Linked DNA regions of Mus musculus: region 2 is linked to region 1. Evidence: chromatin contacts called from public HiChIP or PLAC-seq data. All regions are on one chromosome and are shown on one strand. Each heading gives the region's core, a stretch centred on a gene start, on an enhancer-like site or on the middle of the called end of the contact. The rest is flanking DNA. Distances are from core to core; before and after follow the strand shown. Region 1 has its middle 19 kb from the start of Gm12532. Region 2 has its middle 39 kb from the start of Il21.

Region 1 (6,720 bases), core at 33-2,532:
TCTTTGCCCACATGAAAGGACTCTGCTCTCTGTGGAGAAATCTCAAGCCTGCTGAAGAGCAGTTGTCTGGGGCGACGACCACAGCTTGTGTGTTTGGTTGGGCTACGGGTCCAAGAGCTGCCTTTCTTCCTAACTCTGTCACTTCATAAATCACAACAGGACTCTTGGGTTTCCAGAGCAAAATGTGGGGTAGAGAGCCCTGGGGTTCTGCTGGGGACCCCAGAAACCACAGGCTGCTTACAGAGCAAAGCCCCAGTGTATCTGAGCACCCAGCGCTCCTTGGACCTCATCTCAGAACAGGAAAGTGTTGACTGAAAATGTGTCTGGGGAAGGGTCGATCCTGCTCACTGACACAATCTGGTCCGTACCAGGTATCTATCACCGCCTTCAAACAAGGATATATTTGTAGTATCTGATTTATTTTCAGGGTTGTAGTTTTAGTAAAATTTTATTAAGAAGTAATACGGCATCCAAAAGCTAGTTTGCACTCAATAGTTACCTTCCTAGTTCTGATGTCTTTCTAGATTTTGAAGAATATTAATGCATTTGCACAAAACATTATTTTTCACTCCTGAAACTGGATCACTGACACGTTGCAGTATTTGTGCCCTCCAGGAGAGGTCTCCCCTGACAGTGACAGGCACTTGCTCCCAGGGAGAACCCAGTACACATGAGATGCTTTCCAACTTTGTATTTATGAGTCCAGTTACTTCGATAAACTGTGCTTGGAATACTATGCCCAAATCAGACGTTCTCCTCTTGCTCTCAGTGACGCGAATAACACAATCCCCTGTGTTTGTAGATTTCTCTTAGCAGAGGAGGAAACTTGAAAGAAGTGTCCCAAAGTCCCCTCCCAGCTTCTACTCCTTCAGAAATATTTCTGGTCTTCTTTTGTTCTTTCAAATGTCCCTTTGGACGAGATGTTCACTGAAGCGTTATGTGCCTCACTGGAGACTGATGTACATCGCTAACAACGACAGAACCTCCTTTGGGAGCGTCCAGGACGACTGGGCAAGGTAAACCGTTCCAGGAAGGCGCTCCTTTCCTGCGGGCTCCTGAGGTCTGTGCCATGTATCTTTGGTTACGCTGCTCAGATCTGATGAGGAGAGAAAGGGTCAGGGTGGGGCAGCAGCAGCTGCCGCCTCTCACAGGGCCACAAAGCAAAGAACAGGAAGCTCTGGCAGGGCAGGGTTCCCCACAAGCTCCTTGAAGGCTGGCAGCTCCTCTTTGGAGCCCGACTTCCCTTCATCGCTGTCTCCTTTACTTCCTCTTTCTACCAAAACACTAACGACATTTTACCACAAGGGGGCAGTGCAGGGGAAGAAACCAATCATCTGACTTGGTGCGTCCTTAGGGAAATTATTCTGTCAGGAGCTTGATCTTTTCTGTCCTCCTTCCTCCCTCCTTACAGATAATTCTATATTCAAGCCAGAGTTTCCATGAAGAAGTCGTCAGTCCCACAGCTTACCTAACAGGGTCCTGCGACATGCGTTCTGAAATAGGCTTGCATTTGATTAAGATTGATTGATTTGATTTGCCTCTTTTGGATACAAGACATAAAGCAATTATGATTATGAGGTATTTTTTAGAATTATCTGTTTCAGGCACTATTGTAAGGATATGCAGAGTAAGGAGGCCTCTGAATGTAAAATCCATTCTCTGTATACATATATATCATTTGACCAAGTCCCCCAGTTAGTGGGAGTTAGACCCCCTAAGTTGGCACAGCTGGGTGTTTCCTGAGGACTTTAGCTATAGGATATGGAGGTGACATTATGATCTCTAAGTGGCTGGCTTATGACAGGGGCTAGACTTTCGCACTGGTTGTAAATGTCTTATTGTTCCAATTGTGCTGGCAAAGAGAATACGTTATGACCACAGCTCAGCCATAAAAGCAAACTGTCACTATTACTTAGACCTTAAGGAGCACTACGGGGGCTCCCTGGGAATTTATAGAAAATGGATAAAATCAGGTTTGCAAGGCTATTTTTAGATAAGAAGGCGCCAGGAGCAACTAAGGATCTGGCCTTTGTTCTACCGAAAGAAGCCTGGATAGACTGACCAAGGACCTCACCAGGGAGGAATCCCCAGAAAAGCAACAGGAAATATTTGAAAGACACAGCAGGGTTGCTTGGATGCCCTAGTAGAGCAGGGTTTCCCTAGTATCTAATCCGCCATCAAAGATTCACTAAAACTGAAAGGAAAGGAAGTGCTTAGAATAGCAGAGGAGTCAGGGAAGGCCAGGTCTGCACAGTTTGCAGAAGGGAGGGAGCGTGCTTCAGCAGGCACTGAGGTTAGTCCTACGCTTATGTGCAGGACCATCCATAAGAGTACATCTCAGCCTGAGGAAAGGACAACACTGAGTACAGAGCTCAATCATCGCCCCCCCCTAGCATTCTGTGAGGAAGTGGATTTTGAGTGTAGCTGGTGTGATTGACAGCCACCGGGCCGTGTCTGGGTCTGGATCCTTTACTATATCACCGGCTCTGGGGATAGGGTGTGCACCCAGAACAAAGTAAAGAAAAGCAGGATTTAGCTCTGCCTCTGAGTGTTGAGTATAATTTGTATTTTTCCTCCCTGCTCATATGGCTCTTGCTCTGGGGCTGTGTCCTGGGTCCCTTCAGCCCAGCTCTACTGTGAGTTCCCAAGGGAGCCTGATATCAGTAGAATGAAGCCATTAGGCAGATAGATTGAGTTTTGCCACCAAAAACTTGGGAATAAGGAGATCCATATATAGTTTAATGGCAGGTTAGTTAGCATTGTATCTAAACTCCATCCCCACAGTTACCTGGCAACAGCCAGTTAGGCCTGACCTACTATAGAAGGGGCTGCTTGCCCCCCTCCTCCCTCTCTTACTCTTGCTTACTGCTTGCTTCTCTCTTGCCATCTTGGGCTCTTCCCTTCCCCCTCTCTCCACATGCCCATGGCCATGGCCAGCTTCTACTTCTTTACTCTCTCCCTCTCTCTGCCTTTCTCTGCCTCTACTACCCTCTTAACTCCCCTTCCCATGCCCTGAATAAACTCTATTCTATACTATACTATTGTGTGGCTGGTCCCTCATGGGGAAGGGATGCCTCAGTATGGGCCCACTGAGACATCCCACCTCAGTCACCACAAGAGATCCACGCTTGCTAGCCCAGAACTGGTAAGCCCCCATCCCTTCCCATCTGCATGGTCCCAGGGGAGAGTTCCTGAGCTCGGAGCTACCCCTGTGTTGTCCTTGAGGATGGAAGACATTCAGTTTTTCCCTGACCCTCGTTTTAGGACTTTTTCCCTTGGGTGAGATTTCCCTCTCCTTGTAGACAGTTTCTCGAAGCTGAGAAATTCCTGGGTTTGGATGAACTGGCTCAAGAGCACAGGCTCTGAGCGTTAGCCCCCAGCCATCACAAGTCGACCTGGTGGTCTGGCCTGTGCTAGAATCTCTCTTAGGTTGTTAATGTCCTCAGGACACTGGTAGGGGCAGCTAATAACCCTATTCTCTCGCCCAGGGGTCAGTATTTCTCTGCCTGGTCCCTACTTAATGGGATGTCTTGGTCTAAAACAATATCTCTACATCAACACTAAACTGGCACTTTCTTGCTAATGATCCATGTGGCAAACTTTCCCCTCCCCCTCTCTCATTTGCAGCCTGCTGCAACTACTAGTCCAGCCAGTTTGCCTGAAAGGCAGGTCTGGCTCTGTCTCCTGCCAGGGACTCTGCTGCCCTCCCCCACTCTTACTCTCAGCTCTGAGTCTGTCTCACTGTCTTCCTCAGCCCGCTCACACTCCACCAATCCCTGATCATGTGTCTATCTCCCCACCTTCCTGCACACTCAAGGGGTTCCCTCCCTTTCTCCCTTTCTCCTTCTCTTTCCCTCTCCCTCTCTGCTGGGGGTTTGTAAAGTAAAGGCTAGCAGTGCCACACGCCACAAGTGACAGCTGCCACAAGTGACTGCTGAGAGCACTGGGCCACATAGGAAGTCCTGCCTCATGACTTCCAACAGCAAGCAGGAAGTCTGGCCCTGTGCTCATCAAATTAAACACACGATTCCTGCTGCCAGTGCAGTCTACAGCCATCACCTTCAACAGTGGGAGCGCACAAGTCATTATTGTGGTTCCTAAAGATCGATCAATAGTCCACCTGACTTTAGCTCTATAGACCAAAGTGCGCCAGCCAGCCCCTAGCTTCACAGTTTAGCAATTCCCATGCCTGACAGCCAGCTTAAGATTTTCATTTCTATCCTGTTTTAATATGATTTTTACTACTGTCATTAAATCCTATTCAGTTATAACCAATCAGTATAGCCCTCAATCCTGTCAGAAGTTTGCTAATTATTAAGTTTACAACAGGGAGAATCCTCAAAGCCTTTAACAGTTGGCTCAGGATGGTAGATAGTTTCAGAAGAGTGGACACAGATACACGATACTGCCTTGATTGTGATATGATAATCACCGAGAAACAGTGGACAAAATCGGATACCTTGAGTCAAATGACTTGGCTAAATAAAGGTAAACCATTTCTCATGTCACACGTATTCATTCCACAGAAAAAGCCCTGCATCTTCTGTGCTTGACAGACAGACCGCCCAGGTTGCCATAGAGACCCCGGGGACTGTTGGCTAGTGGACTCTGGCATTTTTTTAAATAACTGGTAGGTTTTTGTTTATTCTTTCTCAGACTTCTGACTACATTGACAGCTAGAAAAAGGCTTTCACAGATGTAATCTGTTATCTCCTTATCGAGACTCTGTTTCCATTAATCAAATGCTTCATATTTCCTCTTCTTGCTATGCCACTGTCCTAACATTAACTCTAATAGAACATTCCTCTATACGATCTAACTTTTTCAACTTTTTAATCACAAATTCTTGTTCCTTCTGCTCCACAAAAGGCTCATCTTAAAGACTGTTCATGTGGTAAACTCACGTTGTTATCTCTTTTATAAACTTACAGGCTACAGGAAACCTACCCAGAGCTACCTCTCATGGACCCAACAGACTCCATCCAGACAAGCACATCTGCCCAAAGTTCCCACTAACTACCTATTCCAAAGGGTGGGATTCCTCTGGGTTTCAAATGTACATCTTACGAAAAAAAAATTTTCTTTCTCCTAAACATACTTAATTTTATTCTCTACCTATAATAATATATTTTAACATCTTGTCAAGTCTAGGCGCTTACTATATCCAGTACAGCCCCAGAGAAACAACCTCCAAATCTCCTTTCAGACACAGACTTCTACTTCTACTGGATCTGTACCTTCTGACCAATCCTCAGACGGTTCCACAGACCCTGGACAGCAAGGAAACAGCCAACTCTCCTAAGACTGGACAAACATCGCCCATACCCATTCTTCTAGGTTCCCTAGGGACATGTCAGCCCAAAGCCAGCATGAAGCAGCCAGATATCACAACAACCCTATTCCTGCTTTGCCATCACCTCTCTTTAATTTTTTTCTTTTTCAATTAAACCAAAACAGGGGAATGTTATCATTCTGTCTAAACTCCACCCTATAGTTACCTGGCAACAGTCAGGTATGCTCCTCCCTACAGTCACCTGGCAACAGCCAGGTAGGCCTGGTCCACTATAAAAGGGGCTGTTTGCCTTCTCCTCCCTCTCTTGCCTCTTGCTCTCTTGAGGCTCCCTCTTGCTCCCCCTCTCTCCCGACTCCCTTCCCCCTCTCTCCACATGCTCATGGCCATGGCATGGGCCCCCTGAGGCATCCCCTCCCCCACACCCACCACACCCCCACACTCCCATTAGAACATATCTTATACCTCTTTATCTTTTTATAAACCACATCAAGGTTCACCTCTAGAAACTTAAATAAACAACAGCTGTTTTCATGAGCTCAGTCAAAATGACATGAATAAGGGGACACACTATAAAAGAGGAGACTATTTGAGGAAATTAAAATGATTATAATTTGTGGTTAAAAACAACCCCAGCGATTCAGAACAGGTATCAGAGACAACTGAGATACACACAGTGGAAGAAAGAAAGCCTAATTGCAAACAGCATTCATACACAGAAAGCTGGAACAATTGGTTGCCCAAAGTGTGGCACAGACCCTACCAGGGCGACTTAGGAGTTGTTCTGTGTCATGTGGGATCTGGAATCAATGAAAATTAAAACCCTTGGATCTGTAGTTACAGCATATGAACTGGCAGCTATGGAAAGCTCTTCCCATCACAGAGCCTTGGCATTTCCTCTTTAGGAAGACAAGCAGAGGCCTAAAAAGAAGAAATAAGCAAGGAGCCCATAAGCCAAGATGGCCAGTGGAGCACTCTCTACGAGTTCCATTCCATCTCGAGTCAGAACGCCCCTAACACATCACCACATCCTGATGCTATCTATCCTTTGAGTTCACACCCTTGCTAGGATCATCTTTTCAAGAACACCTTTTTGGTAGAGCTGACCTCAATCCTGGGTTCTAGAGAAGGCCAGGATGTGGGCCAGTTAGTATACTCTCCTGACAGCCCTGTGCAGCAGCGGGTACCAGTTGCTGGCTGACCTAGCTGCTGAGAAAATCTTTCCAAGAGATGTCCCCTTTTCATTCTTACGTGACACCAAGTAAAAGAAGAAAAGAGAAATTGGACTTTTGGTGCAAACTTGGATTAATCTTTTCTTAAAGCCATGTAACAGACATTTCTTATATTTTAAAGTTCATGTAAGCTGCACTTCTAGTTGCTTACAATTAAAAGTGGCTGAGTTTCTAAGCCATTTTAAGGTGGCTTCTGTT
Region 2 (6,570 bases), core at 968-3,467, 69 kb before region 1:
TCTTTACTACAGACTCTGTATGTTCTCAAAGTACTTTTGACCAGTGGTTGAATTCATGGATGCAGAATCCATGGATATAGGTATATATGTGTGTTTGCATATATATATATATATACACACACACACATATATATATATATGCGCTACACAGATGATAGTGTTAATTTTGATCACATGTTAAAGCTGATGAAACGAGTCAGGTATCAATCCTTTTGTGTGTAAAGTTGATAGCTGGTTTATCAGTTGTACCCAGAACTATCAACGTTGGCTGAAATCACTTAGGTTTTGGTGCTAAGTTTTGAAAGGAACAACTGGCCTTTTTGATAGCACCTGCAGGTTAGGAGCAACATCTTGGTTATCTGCTGGCCCAGCATAGACGCCACTGGCATTTGTTGAGCAGGTCTGAAGCTGTATGTGGCACTTAACACTGTATCTCCCCTGCAGTCTCCACCCACGAGGAAGAGATGCCTTTTCTTGTGGAGCCCGACATTTAGAACCTCTTTTGTAGACACCATTTTGAAGTATACCATTCATCCCCAGCGCTTCTGATGTCCTCTTTCAGTTGCAAAATGTCAAACTAAAGCAAGCCTCTTAGAGGTTTCTACATTTAGACCTGGGGGGAGATGCAGGAAGTTGTTCTGTGCTCTGACACACGGACACACAATCTGCATAATCGTTGCTCTGCTGGAGAAGAAATAGGCATGCTCTCGGAAAGTGTGCAGTGCAAAGCCAATAAAACAAGGGGCTATGGCTCAGTAGGGTTGGTCTCTATCAAGACCAGAGAGACAGGCAGGCAGGCAGACAGACAGACAGGTAGGGAGAGAGGGAGGGTGAGAGAGAATGAGGAAAGGGGCGACAAAAGTAAGACAAGGGACAGCAACATAGGAAGATGAGATTCGAACTAAAGAATTCAACTCTCAAAACTTACGGGTACTCATTTGTGTTTTCTTTCTGTGCTGAGGACTGAACGTAAGACCTCATGTATGCTGGCTAAGTACTCTACTACTGAGTTGCACTCTGAATCGCTAGAGAGAGGAATCATTACAATTGCCCTGTGCATACGGTGTATGTGTGTGTGTGTGTGGGGGGGGGACAGCATTCTTGATTCCTTAGGACCAGCTTTCTAATACGAAGTCTTCCAAGAGTAGAATGGGCCACTTTGTGAGGTGGCGAGTTATATGATGCTGAAACTAGTTGAGCCAACCCACATAGAAGAAAGTCTAAGTGCCTCCCAAGCTCTCTGGCATTTCTATGTGACTGATCAGCACGTGGGCAGACTGTCAGGTGGGCTCTCTGTGGTGATGGGGCAGTTCTGTTCTACAGCGTGATGTGGCAGCAGCCAGCCATTGTACAGATGGGAGACTGACTTATGCATTTAACATAATGGCAATCAATTTACTCTTAACTAGTTGCAGATGGCTCCTCACGATCTAGAAATCTGATGTTTTCCAGCAATTGTTATCACTCACAACATCACCTGCTGTGCTGGACACTATTAAAATTGCTACACCAGGATATATTCCTGCTTTTAGAGTAAATATCCTTCAGAGAGGTATGGGCTTATGTAGAAATACTGAATCAGATAAGGTCTAAGGGGAGGCTAGCAATCAAACCCATGTCCAGTTGGGAAGTGCACACAGGAAGGGACTTCAGTGCAGAGCCATGGTTTTGGGAAGCAGATGGGTATGACTAAAGCTCTTGTCCCTTCCTGTCTGGGGTATAAGGTAAGCTGCTCTGGGCTCAGCCATGAAGGCGTGATGCTGCCCCTAAATAACGCTTCCCCCAGGGCTCCCTCCGTGGAGTGCTAGGTTTTTCAACAATGGTAGAGATTTCTTGTGATGCGATAAAGTAACCTCAAGATTCATGTCGCTTCACCAGAAACAGGAAGTTATTCTAGAATTTGTTGTTTCAGATCAGAAAGAGACCTCAGAGATTATATAATTGAATCCTATGTTGTATAGAGAAGAAAACAAAAGTCCAAAGCCCAGAGCAGACTCGGCACTTGCCAAGGTCACGTGGGTTGTTTTTAACAGTAGGATATTTTATTTGTGTAAATAAAGATGTAGCACACAGCAAATAACCATTCATCTAAAATCTAATCTTTTCCTTAAAAATAAAGACAAATATGTTCCTTTTGAATGCTGTAAGAGCTAAAGTCGGTCAGGGGTGTTGTCTGGGCTTTGCTAGTGTTCTGAGACACGAGACCTTCTCTCAAACCTGGGTATGTACAGGACTGGACTTGTGCCTGTACCTGCTTCAACAAGTTCATCACATGTGGGCCAGGAGACAATGACCCTGTGCACTCTTGTTCTCTCCAAGGAAACCCAATGTTTCCAGGAAGAAATTACCCAGGACCCCGTGCTTGCCAGGAAAGTGCTCTACCACTGTGCTACAATGAAGATCATTCTCCCTTCACGTTGCCTAGAGCCGCCCTGAAGTCTCCAGGAGGATCACAAAATCTAAACAAACAAGTTGTGTTTTCGGTTTGTCTTCTTTAAAACCAAACTTCACCCATGTGAAACTGGCTGGTGTGCTTCAAACAGGGAAGGCTTCTAGGTGCTTTCTGAGTTTGTTCTGACTCACGTCTTGGCTACCTATTTGTTCTCTGACATAGGGGGACTCTCTTCTCAGTGTAACCCATTGATTCTTGCCATATCCCCATTGTTTTTCCATTACCACATAAAGCTGTCGCCCAGCCCCTGGAACAGTTGTAGAATCTTGAAAACATTCAGAGGATTGTTTAATGCAGCACTCAGATTTTTGAAGTTCAGAAGTTCGATAAAAGGCATCAAGTGTTGTGTTGCACTCTGGTTTTTTCTTACAGTAACCAGTTGATTTTTTCACAGGGCTGCTGGCTTTCTCCTGGGGTTCTCTGGATCTAGTACAGCTCTCCAAGCCTGGAAGCCTCTCACTGACTCCTTAATACTACCTGTCAAACTTCCTTTTAGTTTACTCTCTACCTACATAACACATCATCTCTTTAGTCAGACGTCTTTCCTCATCATGGCCTCTTGTTTGGGATGCTCCTCAGGGCTTTCTTGTGTAGCACCCCACATCTCATCTCCACTCTCCACGGCCAGTAGGTCCTTCAAGAACAAGCTTAAAGATGTTTCTCATAGAAAGTGCCCCCATCTGAGCTACTAAGGCATGGGATCATTGAACTTCTCATGTTCTTTAGCTGGAATGCTGAGCTGCTGTCTCCAACCTTTCAGGCAGCTGATACCATTGTGGTACTGAGATGCAGTTAGCAGTGTGCAGTAGAAGACCATGTCTGGTCTACAAATTCTACTTTTGCAAACACCACACCCTTTCCTCCTGCTTTCCTGGCTGGCATCCTAGATAATCTGGAAAGTTCAAGTTGAAGCGTTACTGGAGGAAACAATATTTGCCCTATGTTACAACTCAGAAGGGAACTGACTGCCACTGTGTTCAGTCACAGAGATGTGGGATAGCATTTGGTCAGGTTAGTATGTATTGTTATTTAATTCTTACAACATCTCTATGAACTAGACAGCATCCCCATTAAAGATGGGAAACAAAGACTGTTTAATTACACTGGAACTGCTAGTATTTGAACCATGTCTGACTCTGCATGCACTTGCCTTTTTCTTTCCCCTTCCTTTTCTTCTTTTTGTGCCCCTCCCACTTCTTTCTTTCTTCAAGGGCTCTCATATTTAAGGATTTGCCTAAAAGGAACCATGTTATGCACCTAGGAAGAAATGCATCACTTCCACACACTGCCAACAGATGGCAGCAGCGGCTGCCTGTAGGTTAGCATACCCAGGGAAGGGGTAGGTTATCTTCACTTCTGTATGTGCACAGAGCTGGGACATGCTTTGTCTATTCTCTGAGAAGTCCTCTCAATAATTGTAGGTTTTAGGTTATTCAGACACATGGGTCATCTATAGGCCTCTCTTTTCAAATGAGTAAGTTAGTCCAGAATCATTTAATAGTCTATTTGATCCTACTAAATTCTGACGTTACATTGTGTGCATATGAAGACATATGGAGAGATGGACCTCTGAAAAGAATGGTACATTTATTATCCACACTGCTCTGTCCATCTCTACCAAGGGGAACATGGGAAAGTTATTATCAATAAAAAGGTACCATGCTACACAAGTACCAAGTTTAAACTGTGGCTTTAGTTGTGATTTTCTATGTTTAAAGATTTTCTCCAATAAACACTTGTAGTCATATAATTTAAAAAGATGCCAGACAGATGGATGATAGATAGATACATGGTAGATAGATAGATAGATAGATAGATAGATAGACAGATGGATGGAGGAACAGAGAGACAGATGGACAGACAGGCAGACAGATAGATAGGTAGCTAGATAGAAATGATACAAACAGTCCACTGATGCCAAGGTGATGGACAGAAGGCTTGGAGGACAGAATGGCTGGTGAAATAGCCCTGATCTGTCATTCACCCACACTGTGGCTTTTGGAGATCATCTTCCATTCCACCCATCTGCAAAGAAGAGGAAGTTAATACATCCACACCTTAGGGTTTTGTGAGGATAAAACCCAGTATGAGCCAGAGGGCTTGGGAATGAGATATTGGGAGAGCAGACAGGTGATTTACATGGAATTGCATGGAAATGCTCCCCAGTTCTCATATAGAAGATTTATGGTAATTATTTACTATCACTTGCTTTGTTTATGTAAGTTACTTTCTGGTGGGCATGTAATAACATGTCATGGAAGAAAGCCTGCTGAGGGCCAGAGCTGTATCGCAGCTGATAAAAACGCGCCTTGCAAGCGTAAAAACTTAGGTTTGAACTCATAATAAACCAAAACCAAAACAATCTAGGTGTTGTGGTGCTTGCTTGTGATTTTAGTACTGGGAAGATGGAAGCAGGTAGATCCTTGCCTGGAGTTTGCTGCCCAACCAGTTTAGAACTTGGAAAACACACACACACACACACACACACACACACACACACACACACACACACACACATGAAAGCAGAAACTAGCAGATCCTGGATTAATCTCACACGGGCATTTCCCCCACCAGCTCTGGCTTTGTGGGTAATGTCCACTGTTCACTCACGGTACTTGTTAGAGGCACTAGGGAAACATATCTGTGGTTTTTCCTCTCTTTATGGGTCATTTCCCTTCCTGTTCTCTCTTGCATGCATTCTTCTATGCCAAATTCACTTGAGCCCCAGGCTCACACTCCCATGTTTAATTCATTGACTCGGTCACCCACACGGTTACCCTTTGCATACTCCTGACATGCCTGACTACAGGTGTCTTGGCTAACTCTTGCCTAGTTCTTCATTCTCAGTGGCCATAGTCTACAGGTTTGCACGCATCTTCAAGTCCAAAGCAGTCAAACCAACTCCAATACCTAGCTGACTTGTGATCAGTCTACCCTGCTGTGACATTTGTGTGGACATCAGGAAGAGCCTGGGATGAAAAAAAAAAAAAAAAGAGGCCAGGACCAAGTAGAGGGCTTGGAAGCAGCCATTAAAGCTGGGAGTGGGGCAGAGGGTCAGGGTCAGAGCTCTGTTTGGATCATAGCATCTCAGAAGTACTGTTAGGAGTACACTATATTTAGCAAAAATATTGACCGAACATTTAATATCAGAAGAGATCACAACCTCCGCATTGAGACCAGGCAGGTGCTTACTGGCCATGATGTCCATCAGGTAGGAGATGCCTCCCTGTCTGCCAGAGTCCCTACTGCTCTCCTTTGCCCCAGCTCCCTGTCTGTTTGTCTTTTAGGCTTCTTGGGCAGATCATGGCCATCCATCTTAGATCTACACAGTGTGCCACCAGCCCAGCTGGTCGCTGTGGAACCCAGAAGGAAGAGTAACCCAGACTGTGTGCTGCTGCCCTGAGCTTTTTGATACAATCTACAAAGGATCCACTTTGGGAGAAGATCCTCATGAGTCCAAGTGTGAGCTCCATTGCTCATTAATAGTTCAACTGAGCAATCCTTTTGGCTGCCATAAAGTTGAGTTTTCTTTTCAAGAAATGGAGGTGTTCACTGATGCGCTGAGATGAGGTTCTGAGTCTCTGCATACAACATACTCTCTGCCTATCGGCTATTAGAATTCTCTCTGTTCTCCTTCCTGGCTCATGCATGTTCTCTAGACTTATGAGTTAACATGCAGAGTCCACGTGAGTGTGTATTAGCCTAGGCCAGAGGGCTAGACCTACTGACAAGACTGGTTCGAGTCCCCCAGAGATTCTTGGGTAGCCCACTGAGTGAGCGTGACCTTAGTACTCGGTAGAGTAAATGGCTTTCTGAAACATCTACAACCAGCACCCAAATCTCACAGTTTTCCTTCTCCAGCATGATAGACACAACACACACACACACACATACACACACACACACACACACACACACACACACACACACACACACACACACACACACAGAGAGAGAGAGAGAGAGAGAGAGAGAGCGCCTTTACTGGGGTTCTGTCTTCATGGCTGTCCACCTCCAGTGACCCCATTCTCCGCCCATCTGGGAGCTACAGGAGGCCAGTGCAGGTTGAATGCACATTCTGAAACTTCTTTTTTCCACTTGGCGAGAGCAAATTATGC

What was found. HiChIP or PLAC-seq counts read pairs in DNA pulled down with a chosen protein or histone mark.
Region 2: a CTCF HiChIP or PLAC-seq map of CD8 T cells shows a contact between it and region 1, with 13 read pairs. The contact joins two enhancer-like sites. A contact is called at or near these places in 2 of 15 datasets of contacts at CTCF or cohesin (CD8 T cells and hippocampal excitatory neurons), 42 of 484 Hi-C or Micro-C datasets (B cells, the C10 cell line, the C2C12 cell line and 25 more) and 10 of 115 datasets of contacts at active chromatin or transcription factors (CD8 T cells, T-cell acute lymphoblastic leukemia, Th17 cells and 5 more).

What each region holds. Positions count from the first base shown.
Region 1 is chr3:37,198,698-37,205,417 of GRCm38.p6, reverse strand. No RefSeq gene overlaps it. Among named protein-coding and RNA genes, the nearest start is that of Gm12532, 19 kb to the right of the region's middle. Within about 2 kb of position 1,282, at least 204 of the 459 cell types and tissues checked have an H3K27ac peak or open chromatin away from gene starts, as enhancers often do. A contact at or near this core is called in B cells, CD8 T cells, Th1 cells and 5 more, where this site is marked.
Region 2 is chr3:37,268,583-37,275,152 of GRCm38.p6, reverse strand. No RefSeq gene overlaps it. Among named protein-coding and RNA genes, the nearest start is that of Il21, 39 kb to the right of the region's middle. Within about 2 kb of position 2,217, at least 16 of the 459 cell types and tissues checked have an H3K27ac peak or open chromatin away from gene starts, as enhancers often do. A contact at or near this core is called in B cells, CD8 T cells, Th1 cells and 5 more, where this site is marked.